Linked DNA regions of Mus musculus: all the other regions are linked to region 1. The links are chromatin contacts, called in public Micro-C and promoter capture Hi-C maps. All regions are on one chromosome and are shown on one strand. The core of a region is the stretch at or near the end of the contact, and the rest is flanking DNA. Distances in the headings are between cores, read along the strand shown.

Region 1 (2,821 bases), core at 124-2,623:
CCACCTCCCACCTTAGTCTCTCGAACATCGTGCTGCTCTTACTAGAAGTGGCATTTGCATTAGGGAGAACTCGGAATGTGTGTTAGAATCCAGAGGGCTCAGGACACACATCCGTGGTTTATAATCACACACTCACCGGGCACTAACACAAGCCCTCTATAAAGCTCACAAGGTTCCCAAAGCACAGAAGAGGAGGACAATGAGACCCAGAAAGAAAGATCAGGAGAGGGACTTGAGATAGGTCCAGCAGCCCACTCCCCTGTGCCACCCCTTTCTCTTCTTGGTCTTTTAGGCCCAATTGCTTCAAGTAGCACAGACACACGGGAGACAATGGGTAAGAAAGAGAGGGGGAAGGAGAGCACATAGCGAACCCATCTATCCTTTGGATATTGTGGAAAACAAACATTTAGAAAGTGAAGTCAATCCCATCCTGTATTCACCATGATCGCCCTATACAGAAATCACACAAAGTCTCTTATTGAGGTAATTATGGGCCACTGCCTTAGCGTTCCACAGAAAATCTTGTTTGGCCTACCCAGGATTTATAGGGGAAGTGAAATCATTAAATAACTAGTTAACCTCTGTTTGGCAAAAAGAGTAAGTAATTACTGAAAAGGGGAGAAAGAAAAAAAAAAAAAAAACCCTGCCTTTCACAAACAGCACAGATAGCATCCTGAAGGGATTTACACAATACACCAACGTTTGTTCTGTACCCAGAGTTGTTAAAATAATTGTGATGACAGGTGTCTAGGTACCACTTTCTTAATGGTTTTCAATATCCATTGATTTATTATTGTGGCTCCCCCCACTTACATCTCTAGCTCTAAGAAGGGGCTAAGAAAAGAGATTTTGCACCAAAGGCTGATTCTTTATTCCTGGGCTGAAAAGAACTAATAAAAATAATCACTCGGCTTTTAAGCAGAAAGCTTCCATTTACAGTATTTCACCCTTACCCCCCCTCCAAGCCCCTTGTTATCTAACATAATGGCTAGAATACATTTCCGTCTCTCCCCTTAATAACTTCATGCATTAACATCCTCTTCACACATGCGCGTGCGTGCGCGCGCGCGCGCGCGCACACACACACACACACACACAGAGGCAAACGCGCGCGCACCCAGCAAAAGGCGGAGGTGGGGGGGAAAGAGGCAGCAGAAATCTCAGCTGTACTTCTAGCCCTTTTAAAAAGTTTGCTCTGTAAATTGGAATGAGGTCAGATTTGGAGCTTCTCATTGCACGCGGAGATTATTATTGCATCGGGTTCCAAGCCAATGGGAAGGACGGGGGAGGGGCTTGGCACGAGGAAGCGTTAGTTACAGCGGCTGATTGGCTGTCTGAGAAAGGATAAAGAAGCGCGAGGCGGAATTGGGGTCTGCTCTAAGCTGCAGCCAGAGAAACAGAGTGAGGGGAAGAGGGCCGTCTCCCTCCCGGTTTCCAGTTCTTGCACGCTGTTTCTTAGAGAGTCTGCAGTGGGGGAACTCTGCCGGTAACCAGCTCCCCTTCTTGCAGGAGGGAGGGAGAAACATACATTTATTCATGCCGGTCTGTTGCATGCAAGCTTCTTGGCTTCCTACCTTGCAACAAAATAATTGCACCAACTCCTCAGCGCCGATTCCGCCCACAGAGAGTCCCGGAGCCAGAGTCGCTTTGGCTTTGCACTGCAGGAAAGGGACTTAGGCGCTAGAGACGATGTCGCTTTCCTGAGCTACCGCGAGCTCTCGTGAACTGCAATCGACTGCTTCAGGGAAAGGGGTGGGGGAAAGACTTGCCCCGGAGGCGGCGAGAAACTTGCGTTTGGAAGATACTCCGGCTACCAACGTTTGGAGAAACTCCTCGCCGCGGCCGACTCCAGCCTCGGTGCCCGCAGGGAGCACTTCAGCGGTGAGGGAGGACGGAGGGCCTCGGGGACTCTAGGTTGGCGGCGGGAGGCGGCCGCCCCTGGCCCGCGCGCCGCTCAGGGGACCCTGGTCTCCGCCCCGGGGAGCCCGCAGGGCCCGGCGACCGCGCCGCGAGCGTGTGAGCGCGCGTGGGCGCCCGGCAAGCCGGGGCCATGGTACAACAGACCAACAACGCGGAGAACACTGAGGCTCTGCTGGCCGGGGAGAGCTCGGACTCGGGCGCCGGCCTGGAGCTGGGCATCGCGTCCTCCCCGACGCCTGGCTCCACCGCGTCGACGGGCGGCAAGGCGGACGACCCCAGCTGGTGCAAGACGCCCAGTGGCCACATCAAGCGGCCCATGAACGCCTTTATGGTGTGGTCGCAGATCGAGCGGCGCAAGATCATGGAGCAGTCGCCCGACATGCACAACGCCGAGATCTCCAAGCGGCTAGGCAAACGCTGGAAGCTGCTCAAGGACAGCGACAAGATTCCGTTCATCCAGGAGGCGGAGCGGCTGCGCCTCAAGCACATGGCTGACTACCCTGACTACAAGTACCGGCCGCGAAAGAAGGTGAAGTCGGGCAACGCGGGCGCGGGATCGGCGGCCACAGCCAAGCCAGGGGAGAAGGGCGACAAGGTCGCGGGCAGCAGCGGCCACGCGGGAAGCAGCCACGCGGGGGGTGGCGCGGGCGGCAGCTCCAAGCCCGCGCCCAAGAAGAGCTGTGGCCCCAAGGTGGCGGGCAGCTCGGTCGGCAAGCCCCACGCTAAGCTGGTCCCGGCGGGCGGCAGCAAGGCGGCTGCATCGTTCTCTCCAGAGCAAGCTGCCCTGCTGCCCCTGGGGGAGCCCACGGCCGTCTACAAGGTGCGGACTCCCAGTGCGGCCACTCCGGCCGCCTCCTCCTCGCCGTCCAGTGCGCTGGCCACCCCAGCCAAACACCCTGCC
Region 2 (2,821 bases), core at 90-2,589, 1.9 Mb after region 1:
TGTTATGTGTATCTTTAAGTTATAGTTACAAAAACTTTGCATAAGCTCTTTTTTGAAGTAGTTCACCATTTTACAGCTGGCAAGTACCTCAGGGCTGACCTAATCTTACTCCTTTTGCTGAGTCTCAAAGTGTGAACCACAGCAGACCCTGGTCATTCTGCATTTTCCAAATTCCTAACATGGTCAGACCACAGTCTCGTCCTTCCAATGACTAATCCACTCCATTGCTCAACCATCGAAACTATTAGAATTTATTATTAAATTCCTTGAAGTTCAGGCTCACCCTGATTTTGAGTTTTTGAAACTCTCCTAACTTTAATAATACTTCAGTGAAAATTTTTCCTGCAGGTCAACCATTTTAAATATTTAACATTTTCATATTCCTTCCTTTAGCTCATGTTCTCTCTTGTGTATACTTGGGTAACTGACTTGTTTTTCATATTTGAGGTTATTGTTTCTTCACATTTTTCAAAGCACTTCTGCATCCATGGATTTTTTTTTCTGAATTCAGTCCTCTCAATAAACTTGTGAGGATGATGTGTTCAAAGTAGGAAATAATGAATCTGGGTAGAAGGTATAGTTATTAGAATTTGAACTGAAGGTCAAACAGAGAGGGCGATGGATATGAGAACATGGACTACTCCAGTAGCCAAAAGCTGTGTGAGCTCATGTTAGCCTCCCTTTTCAGGTGCTCTCGTTTCCTTAAAATCAAAGGCCCTCACTTTTGCTCTCTCTCCTCAATATGAGGTTTCAAAGTCTCCCTGATTTCAGCTTCTAAGCAGACACACAGAATTCTGGGTGATCAAGTGCAGATCATCATTACTAAACATGTAGTTTATTTACACTGAGCTAACACCCTCAGGCCTTACATTGTGTCCCATTAGGTTTCTGTACTCTTTCTCATTGTATTTTCCTTCTTCTACTTCATAGAAATGGGGGGAGCAGGTCTTGAGTGGGGAATGTCTACTTGTTACAATAAGGAAGTGTTGCATGAAGTTATTTCATCAAGCAAAACCTTACTTATTTTTAATTCTGAGAAATGCTAAATTAGATTTAAGAGTAGAGGCATTTTGTTTCATTCAAAATAAAATAAAAATAAATTAGAAATGCAGAAAGCTATGACGAGGCAAGGCTTGGAAACAGATCAAGTGACGGGGGAGCCTGAAGAAGACATTATACTGAGACTTGACTACTGTGAATCTTGTCTCCAGTATGAGGAACAAGGCCAGTGAGGGTTGTGGGGTTAGCAGCCCAAATGCAAACAGGTTCCCTTCTCTTCAATCCTGAAAATACAAACAAACAACTGTGTTTGAAAGTGGAAACCTTACAGAGTTTGGGAAGCATTATGTTCTCAGGAGGGCATCTGGTGCCTTGGAGGTCACATCCTGTTTGCTACCATGGTGCAAAGTTTGTGTTGGTTGCTCACTGCATTTTCCAGATCATTACAGTTCAATCTCTATATTGATATCTGAGTTATTAGCCTTTAAAAGTTTCCATGCATTTTGTAAAACTCAATAGGAATCACAGTAATATGCCTGCTACTTTTTTTTTTCCTGCCTGTTACTTTTTAAGGGCAGTTTTACTGCCTGTTCCATGGATTATTTAGCTCAGTTAGTGAACTCTGAGTTTCCATTCTGCTTAGCTTCCCCTGCTGTGCAATTTGGATTTTGTTTTGACAGTTGGTGACCTTTAACCCCTCTGCATAAAATGTTTAGGCTGAAAAAGGCTGAAAAGAGCTTTCAGATGGGATGGTTCCAACCTCTCTCAAGCAAGAGCAGGCTTCCACAGAGCTCAGCAAACCCATGTATAGAAATAGCTTTCAGCCTCCGTCGGGTGTTCTGGTGGAACAAATCAGATCAAAGACTTGCTTAATATGTTTGAAAAATGCACATCCGCATTGCAGAGCAAAAACATGCTATGGAAATCAATAAGATCATATTCAGGCATCCCTGACTTCAAAGTAAATCTTGTGTGTGTTCTCAATTTCAAAAGAAGATGGAGAAAATGAGAACATAAGCTTTGTGGGCTTAATTTTATTTGCAACTGAGCTGAGCTCTCCTATGTCTCTCTACTGACTCTTGACAGGTCCCTGGGGACAGGAGAGGAAGGGCATCTAGATTATTAATTTGCAGCACCTGGGATAATTTCCTATTCCTAAGTTATTAAATTGGCAAAGTCTCTTCCACGTCACATCTTGGAACAGAATTTATTTGCATGTCAGCAGAGGAGTGACACATTCACAGAAAATATCAAAGGAAAGATGCAGAGCTAATGTGGATTAGTGGCTGTGGCTACACTTAAGTCCCAGAAACTTAGTTTGTGTTGAGAAGTGTGTTACCTTACAATGATTGTTGAGGCTACAGAGTACGGATATCTTTCACTCAGGACATGCACTTTTATTGTAACTTTAAATAATAGCGTCTTTGGGAGGCAGGGTAATGTTCTTTAAACACAGAGAGCAAACATGACTAGAGTTTGGAGTCATGTGTGTGTTTCTGTATGTAGCTATTTGATAGTTAATACCAATACTTACTTCCCACATGCTTAATGCATGTGTTATCCTATTTGCTTCTTGTTTTTTTTTTTTTTTTTTTTTTTTTTCTTCTTCTTTGTGCCTCTTTTATGAGACAGTAAGAGTGCACTATAGTAGTGTGGCCATCATGATGATGATTTAAAGCTCAAAAAGTGAAGGTTAGGGTCTGACTCTTGAAATATGTCACTAGATGCTGCCTTTACCTGCTGGATTTCCTGCTAAAGGTTAGGCAAGGCAATATTGTTCCTTGCATGGCAACAGTTTGTGTTTTCCTCCTCGATGTTGATG
Region 3 (2,821 bases), core at 99-2,598, 1.1 Mb before region 1:
GGAAGGAAGGAAGGAAGGAAGGAAGGAAGGAAGGAAAGAAGGAAGGAAGGAAGGAAGGAAGTTTCTAGTCTGGCATCCTCCTTTCACACATGAAGAAATTAAAATCCCAGAGACACCCCTGCCCTGCCTATGATCACATGGGATTGAAGCAAAGCTACATGGGAAAATGGGTCTCTGACTGTTTCTTAGTGTTTGTAAACTGTGTGGATTGCTTTGTGTTGCAAAGGATGCATTTAGAAAGGTACATTGCTGTGCTGTTACACTGTGGCTCTCGGAGGCTACCTAGATATCCTGCAGTTTCCCATATGTCCTGGCCAGTGAGGCTGTGATCAGCACTGAAATTCTGCTCTTGATGCAAAATTTAATGCACTGTTGAAGGTGTGTAGTAGAACTGTTAAAGAATGAAGATAGGATCGCCAGGGCGTGTTCAGATGTCACATTGCTAAAATACCTAGCTAGAGTCTAGGTCATGCAACCACTCAAAGGCTGGTCTTGACTGGGGGACTAAGAATTACTATTTGAGGCTATCTCAAAGAACCAAACTGTAGTGATGGCTTTTAGCATTGAAAATAGAGTAGTGGAGGCAGAAGCAAACATGGCCTCTTGTGAAAGGCAGGCAGAGGAAGCTGGGAGTTTCCTCTCCATTCCAGATCCTGCGACAGAATTAAATTTCTCTTCACAGCTTCTCCAGTTTGCCTGCAGGAGTTACCTCACAGTAGGTGTGTGTGTGTCCTGTTGCAGTTTGTTCAGTTGCTATGTATTATGATGCTAAATTCTGTAGGTTTAGGCCTAAGGTGAATTCAAAAGGTTACCAGCTTTTGTTATGCAAACCTTGTTCCTTAATTTAAAACTATTGGTTAAATCAAAATGGCACAACCAATTACTGGAGGGATTAGAGGCAGTGGGTTTCGAGTTACCTGGTTGAGTGGGAGCAGAGATGAGAAAGGAGAGGACTGAGGAGAAGATGGAAGGCCCTGTGAGAGGAGATGAGCCTTGAGCACCTGGCCAGGAGAAACAACAAGCAAGGGGGTGGGGGGTGGGGGGTAACACCGCTGGGGAGGCAGCCAGACCAGCAGTTAGAAAAGTAGGTTGGGGTTACCCCCCAGTTATTGTCAAAGCCAAATAAAATAAGCATAGTCTGAGGCTCATTTATTTTTAAGCCAGTAGGGGATAAATTTAGAATAGCCATACTACCACATCCACATGACCCAGTTCAAGGCCCTGAGAAGCAGATATTGGGTGAACATGGGTGTTCTTTTCTGCATTTTCATTTCCTTAGTCTGGACAAGATGGTTGGAGCTGCTGCAGCTGTCCTAAACTTGTCCCTGTGTCCCCACCCTCTTCCCTGCCCCATCCTCTCCCTTCCTCCCCCTCTGTTACACATATGCCTCTATGTTAGTGTACTCTGCCGTCCGAGTGTACATGGGTGGCATCAAGGACCTTTCTCTCTCATTCTTTCACATTTTGTTTAAAAACTGAACTGAAACTCACCATGCTGACTAGGTGTGACCCTGGGACCCACCAGTCCCCACCCTCCGAGAAAGAGTTATAGACCTTAAGAGTTAAAGGCGGCCATGCCAGGCTTTTAAATGAGCACTGGATGTCTGAACTCTGTCTTTATGCTTATGCGGCAGGCGCCTCACACAGAGCTCTCTCCCAGCCTTGTATAACAAAAATTGTTTCTCTTTACTTTGTTTATGCTCCTGTAGATGGATTTTCTGTTTCTCATAGCTGAATACTGTGCTAACTGAAATACTAATGAGCTACCTCCCTGGAAAAGTTAATGATTTGGAAGGAACCTATCAGAATATTTGTGGGTGGGGCCTAGGACTATATTTACAGGCTGAGCATCCTTAATCAAAATGTCGGCAACCAAAATGCTCACAAATCAGAGATTTCATGAGCAAGCACGTGCAAAACTTTCCACACCTCCTCTCACGTGGTGGGCTGGGGTCAAGGTGAAGGAACAGTAAACTCTGTACAAAGTCACCTCCAAACTACATGTACGAGCTACACAGGACATGCAAATAAATTTCATCTTTCCTCTTGGCCCCCACCCTAAGACATCTCATGATTTCACTATGATCAGCTAAATGGTCCCAGTTCAAAATCTGAAACATTTGGTCTTAGGTACTTTGGATAAAGGATACTCAATGTGTGTGTGTGTGTGTGTGTGTGTGTGCGTACTTGTACATGTGGTCCCCAACACTCCCTCCTGACTGGAAACTGCCTGTGTCAGGTTTCTTAATCAGATCCAGTTTGATTTTCTATACTCAGCCAAAATCATTGATTAAAAGAGAGAGAAAGAAAGAGAGAACCTAGAAAAAGTAAGTATCAGAATTCAACTTCCACACACATACACTTTTCTAATTTAATGAGCTCCAGATATGACCCAAAGATGTGATATAATATCCTAGGAACACACATGAATGGAGACACCCCTAGAGAATTTGTGCAACTCTGCAGGGCTGACCCTGCGGGACCAGCACTTAGGAGATTAGGTGAAATCTGCTTTGGCCCACGGGGACTTGCACTGTGTCTGTCCTTACACAACCTTGGAACAGCCCACTCCCTTGTCTGTGTAGTGTGTGTGGCTTCAGCTGACTAAGCAATTGCAAGCACTGGCTCTGTTGCTATTAGTGCCTTGGCCAGATCCCTATAAACCATCTGCTGGCTTTCTTTGCATCCATCATTCTGCAAAGATCTGTTCTACCACACTGAGGCCAAAGCGCTGCAATCAACTGCGTTAGTCAATGCAAACGTTAAGATCTTGCCAGCACTGGGTTGCCTCCTAGACCCTTGCTGACCCTCCCTCACTTTG
Region 4 (2,821 bases), core at 128-2,627, 1.1 Mb before region 1:
GCCGCGTGTTGGCAGGACCTCCGTCTCCCTCCTCTCTTGAGCCATGAAAATGTAAGCTTTCTCATCACTATTCAGATTTTTAAAAAGCCATTCAGTGTGGCTGTTCTGTTCGTTTCTGCTTTCTGGTTGGGATGGTGACAATGACTGCCGGGGAGAAACCGGGGAAGCCTAGAACGGTATGGACCAGGGATGCACTCTTAATTGGGAAAGGGAGTCAAAGCCCATGGAGATGGGGGTGCATCAGAGGGGGGTGAATTCTGAGACGGAAGTAAACAGAGAGCTGGGGTTTGCTAACGCAGAAACCACGAGTCCACGTAGTGTCCTCTAGGCCCCCTACTATGCTGGCTAGGGTATTGGAAAGTAGGAACCACACAGTAAACAATTCATAGCATTTTGGGGAGAACGAGCTGGTCTTGGGTAAGGTGGGAAGTCAGTCACGAAGTCACCCACACTGCATCAGAGCAAACAAGGGCTTTGACAGAGCTGTCTGAACTTGAGCAAGAAGAAAAGAATCAGCCCTGGCAATGAGGCCTTGATGCCTGCGGGGCTGGGGGTGTAGTGTGGGTGGAAGGGAACACAGCCTCACAAAAGACAAACACAACCACAGCCTGCATGAACACTGAACTCCCTGAGAAGGAGGAGAAATTGCCCTCTCCACCCTCGAGCTCTGGTTAATCAGGCTTTCAAGAGAGACAACAAGGACTGGGATTTTGCATTCCTGAGGGGCTAAAAGGCATGCGTCAGCCCTGATTTTAGGGTCTTTCCATGTAACCTCCTGATGATGGCTTTCTGAGAACCACAATGTGTGAGGCACTGGGCCCTTTCAAGTTAGTAACTCATTTAATCTTTCAGCTATCCCACGAAACAGACTTGCCTAGCATCCCATTTTATAGATAAGAAAGCTTGCTCAAGAACACTCCGATCTTGATCCAGAGTTGATCCTATTATCCATTGTACATGCTAACTTTCCTTTACCTAAAAGGTGATGTTGTCTGTCTTCTGAGGCTGAGCACCCTCTTTTTGTCTACCTGGTACACAGAAATGACCAGAGACTGCCTAGGGAGAAGCTAAGAACTCTTTTCACCTCCCACCTTCTTCTCCAAGGATACCTGGGAAGGTGGGAGGCTAGCTCCTACCCAGTTGTACACTCTGCTGCCTCATTTTACAGCTAAATAGCTCACTGAGATTAACCCTATCCTTACTAAATGCTAAGATCTTTCTTTTAGGTAAATGAGAACGCTTTACCAACAGGTTTAGCTTCCCAGGCTGTAGACAACACCCATCCATAAAACACCCACACAGGCACACACAGCTCTCTGCCGTGTTTTAACACAGACATAATTATGACTCACAAATAAGCATGGCCAGAGCATAAAGCACTCAACCAGAAGTTACATAAGCATGGACGACATCCATCTTCTACCTAGGCAGCATTAACATGATGCGCTGTGGACTGCAGACTAAATTAACAGAAGACAGAATAGGCCATTTGCTGTAATGAATTCCTGTAGGTGGGGATGTAACCGTCTAATCGCTAGCCCACAGTGGGGAGGGCAGTAATCCACCCATCAGCAATAAATCCAACAATAAGCCCAAATGGTGCTTCCAGAAAGACACTTGGCCCATAAACCAGTGTCTCTAGAAACTGCCTGCCTGGACTTGACATCTTATATTTTGCAGTGGATTATCCGTCAGTAATCCCGTTCCCACCAGTGAGTGATGATTCATTTTTTATAAGTTCAAGGAAATATCTAAACCGCTTCAAACCTTCAAATCAAGTATAGAAATGAGGGGCAAAACCGAGAGCCTCCGCTCAGATGCACAGGAGAATTGTGGTGTGCTTCTAGCCAGGGCGAAGTAAGAGTGGTTAAGCGGACGTTATTCGCTCCTCCCTAGGAGGTACTTCCTGCTTTGTTTGCCCCTTGACCCTCCTTGAATGTTTGTTGCATTGGTAAAAGGGGGACATCTCAGAAGAATAGAAGAGCTAGAAGAAACCCACATTTCTCTGCCCCAAAGAGTTACAATTTACAGCTATTGTTTTATATTGTTATTACTGCATTCTCTATCTACCTATCCACATATCTGAAGATATTGACTGTGAAATTAATAAGGTAGAGAATACCAAAGATCCCAGACACAGGGCAGTGACTAAAGGGCAGATATATGCAGGCGAAAGTGTCTCTCTGAGGAACATCACTTATGTGGGAAAACGGTTTCATATCTTGGAAGACTCTGGGGGGCTATCCCCGAGAGTGGGTTCAAAGAAGTCAGTAAGCACTTCTGTGAGTTAAGGACGTCACTGTATAAAGGTTTGGGAGTGTGCACATCTTAGGAACAGAAGAAAAGAAGTGTTTTGGTGGAGAAATTAGGAAAGGTGTCGAGAGAAGAAGGAACATGGAAAAGCCCACAGGAGCCAGGAGAGTGGAGTCCCAAGCCTAATTAAGCCTCGAAGCAGGATTCTTGAATTCTTTACCATCTTTTTAAAAATCCTCTCTGGGTCCTACGCATCCGGTCACCAATTTCTAACTGACCACATTCTTTCTTAGGAGTCCTTTTCTTTCTCTGTTAAACAGTCACTGGCCGATTCAATCTACAGCTATTGTGTATCGGCAACAATGTTTCAGCTAGTGACTGGTGAGTGTACAATGTAGTCCCATAGGATTAGATTTATGAGCGGGAGGGGAGATAGCTCAGTGGCCAAGTGCTTTGCTGTGCAAACGTTAGGACAGAGTGCAGATCCCCAGGACCCACACAGAGCTGGATGCAACAACCCATGTCTGCAAGCCCAACACACCAATGGCAAGACAGAAGGTGGAGATAG

The links. Promoter capture Hi-C pulls out the DNA fragments that hold promoters and counts their contacts. A called contact is a pair of places that touch in the nucleus more often than the background predicts.
Region 2: a promoter capture Hi-C map of second pharyngeal arch cranial neural crest shows a contact between it and region 1. The contact joins the enhancer-like site here to the promoter of Sox4 in region 1. A contact is called at or near these places in 7 of 39 promoter capture datasets (the 3T3-L1 cell line, 3T3-L1-derived adipocytes, cranial neural crest and 3 more), 2 of 484 Hi-C or Micro-C datasets (embryonic fibroblasts and uterus) and 5 of 115 datasets of contacts at active chromatin or transcription factors (astrocytes, embryonic forebrain, embryonic limb bud and 2 more).
Region 3: a contact with region 1 is called in a Micro-C map of embryonic stem cells, with 5 times the contacts expected there. The contact joins the enhancer-like site here to the promoter of Sox4 in region 1. A contact is called at or near these places in 2 of 39 promoter capture datasets (hippocampal neurons and liver), 4 of 484 Hi-C or Micro-C datasets (embryonic fibroblasts and embryonic stem cells) and 4 of 115 datasets of contacts at active chromatin or transcription factors (astrocytes, embryonic stem cells, large pre-B cells and 1 more).
Region 4: a promoter capture Hi-C map of hippocampal neurons shows a contact between it and region 1, with 2.5 times the contacts expected there. The contact joins the enhancer-like site here to the promoter of Sox4 in region 1. A contact is called at or near these places in 4 of 39 promoter capture datasets (the C10 cell line, hippocampal neurons, neutrophils and 1 more), 1 of 115 datasets of contacts at active chromatin or transcription factors (the 230-238 cell line) and 1 of 9 other capture datasets (liver).

Annotation. Positions count from the first base shown.
Region 1 is chr13:28,952,251-28,955,071 of GRCm38.p6, reverse strand. It overlaps Sox4 (SRY (sex determining region Y)-box 4), which reads left to right and starts at 1,373. Exons shown (of 1, transcript NM_009238.3): 1 at 1,373-2,821. The coding sequence starts at 2,051. All of the region lies in intron 1 of Gm46405 (a long non-coding RNA gene), which reads left to right.
Region 2 is chr13:27,030,564-27,033,384 of GRCm38.p6, reverse strand. No RefSeq gene overlaps it. Among named protein-coding and RNA genes, the nearest start is that of Prl, 26 kb to the left of the region's middle. Within about 2 kb of position 1,339, at least 43 of the 459 cell types and tissues checked have an H3K27ac peak or open chromatin away from gene starts, as enhancers often do. A contact at or near this core is called in embryonic limb bud and second pharyngeal arch cranial neural crest, where this site is marked.
Region 3 is chr13:30,067,573-30,070,393 of GRCm38.p6, reverse strand. No RefSeq gene overlaps it. Among named protein-coding and RNA genes, the nearest start is that of Gm40860, 66 kb to the right of the region's middle. Within about 2 kb of position 1,348, at least 9 of the 459 cell types and tissues checked have an H3K27ac peak or open chromatin away from gene starts, as enhancers often do. A contact at or near this core is called in embryonic stem cells, where this site is marked.
Region 4 is chr13:30,010,942-30,013,762 of GRCm38.p6, reverse strand. The region is part of intron 1 of Gm40860 (a long non-coding RNA gene); the gene reads right to left. Among named protein-coding and RNA genes, the nearest start is that of Gm40860, 9.0 kb to the right of the region's middle. Within about 2 kb of position 1,377, at least 13 of the 459 cell types and tissues checked have an H3K27ac peak or open chromatin away from gene starts, as enhancers often do. A contact at or near this core is called in hippocampal neurons, where this site is marked.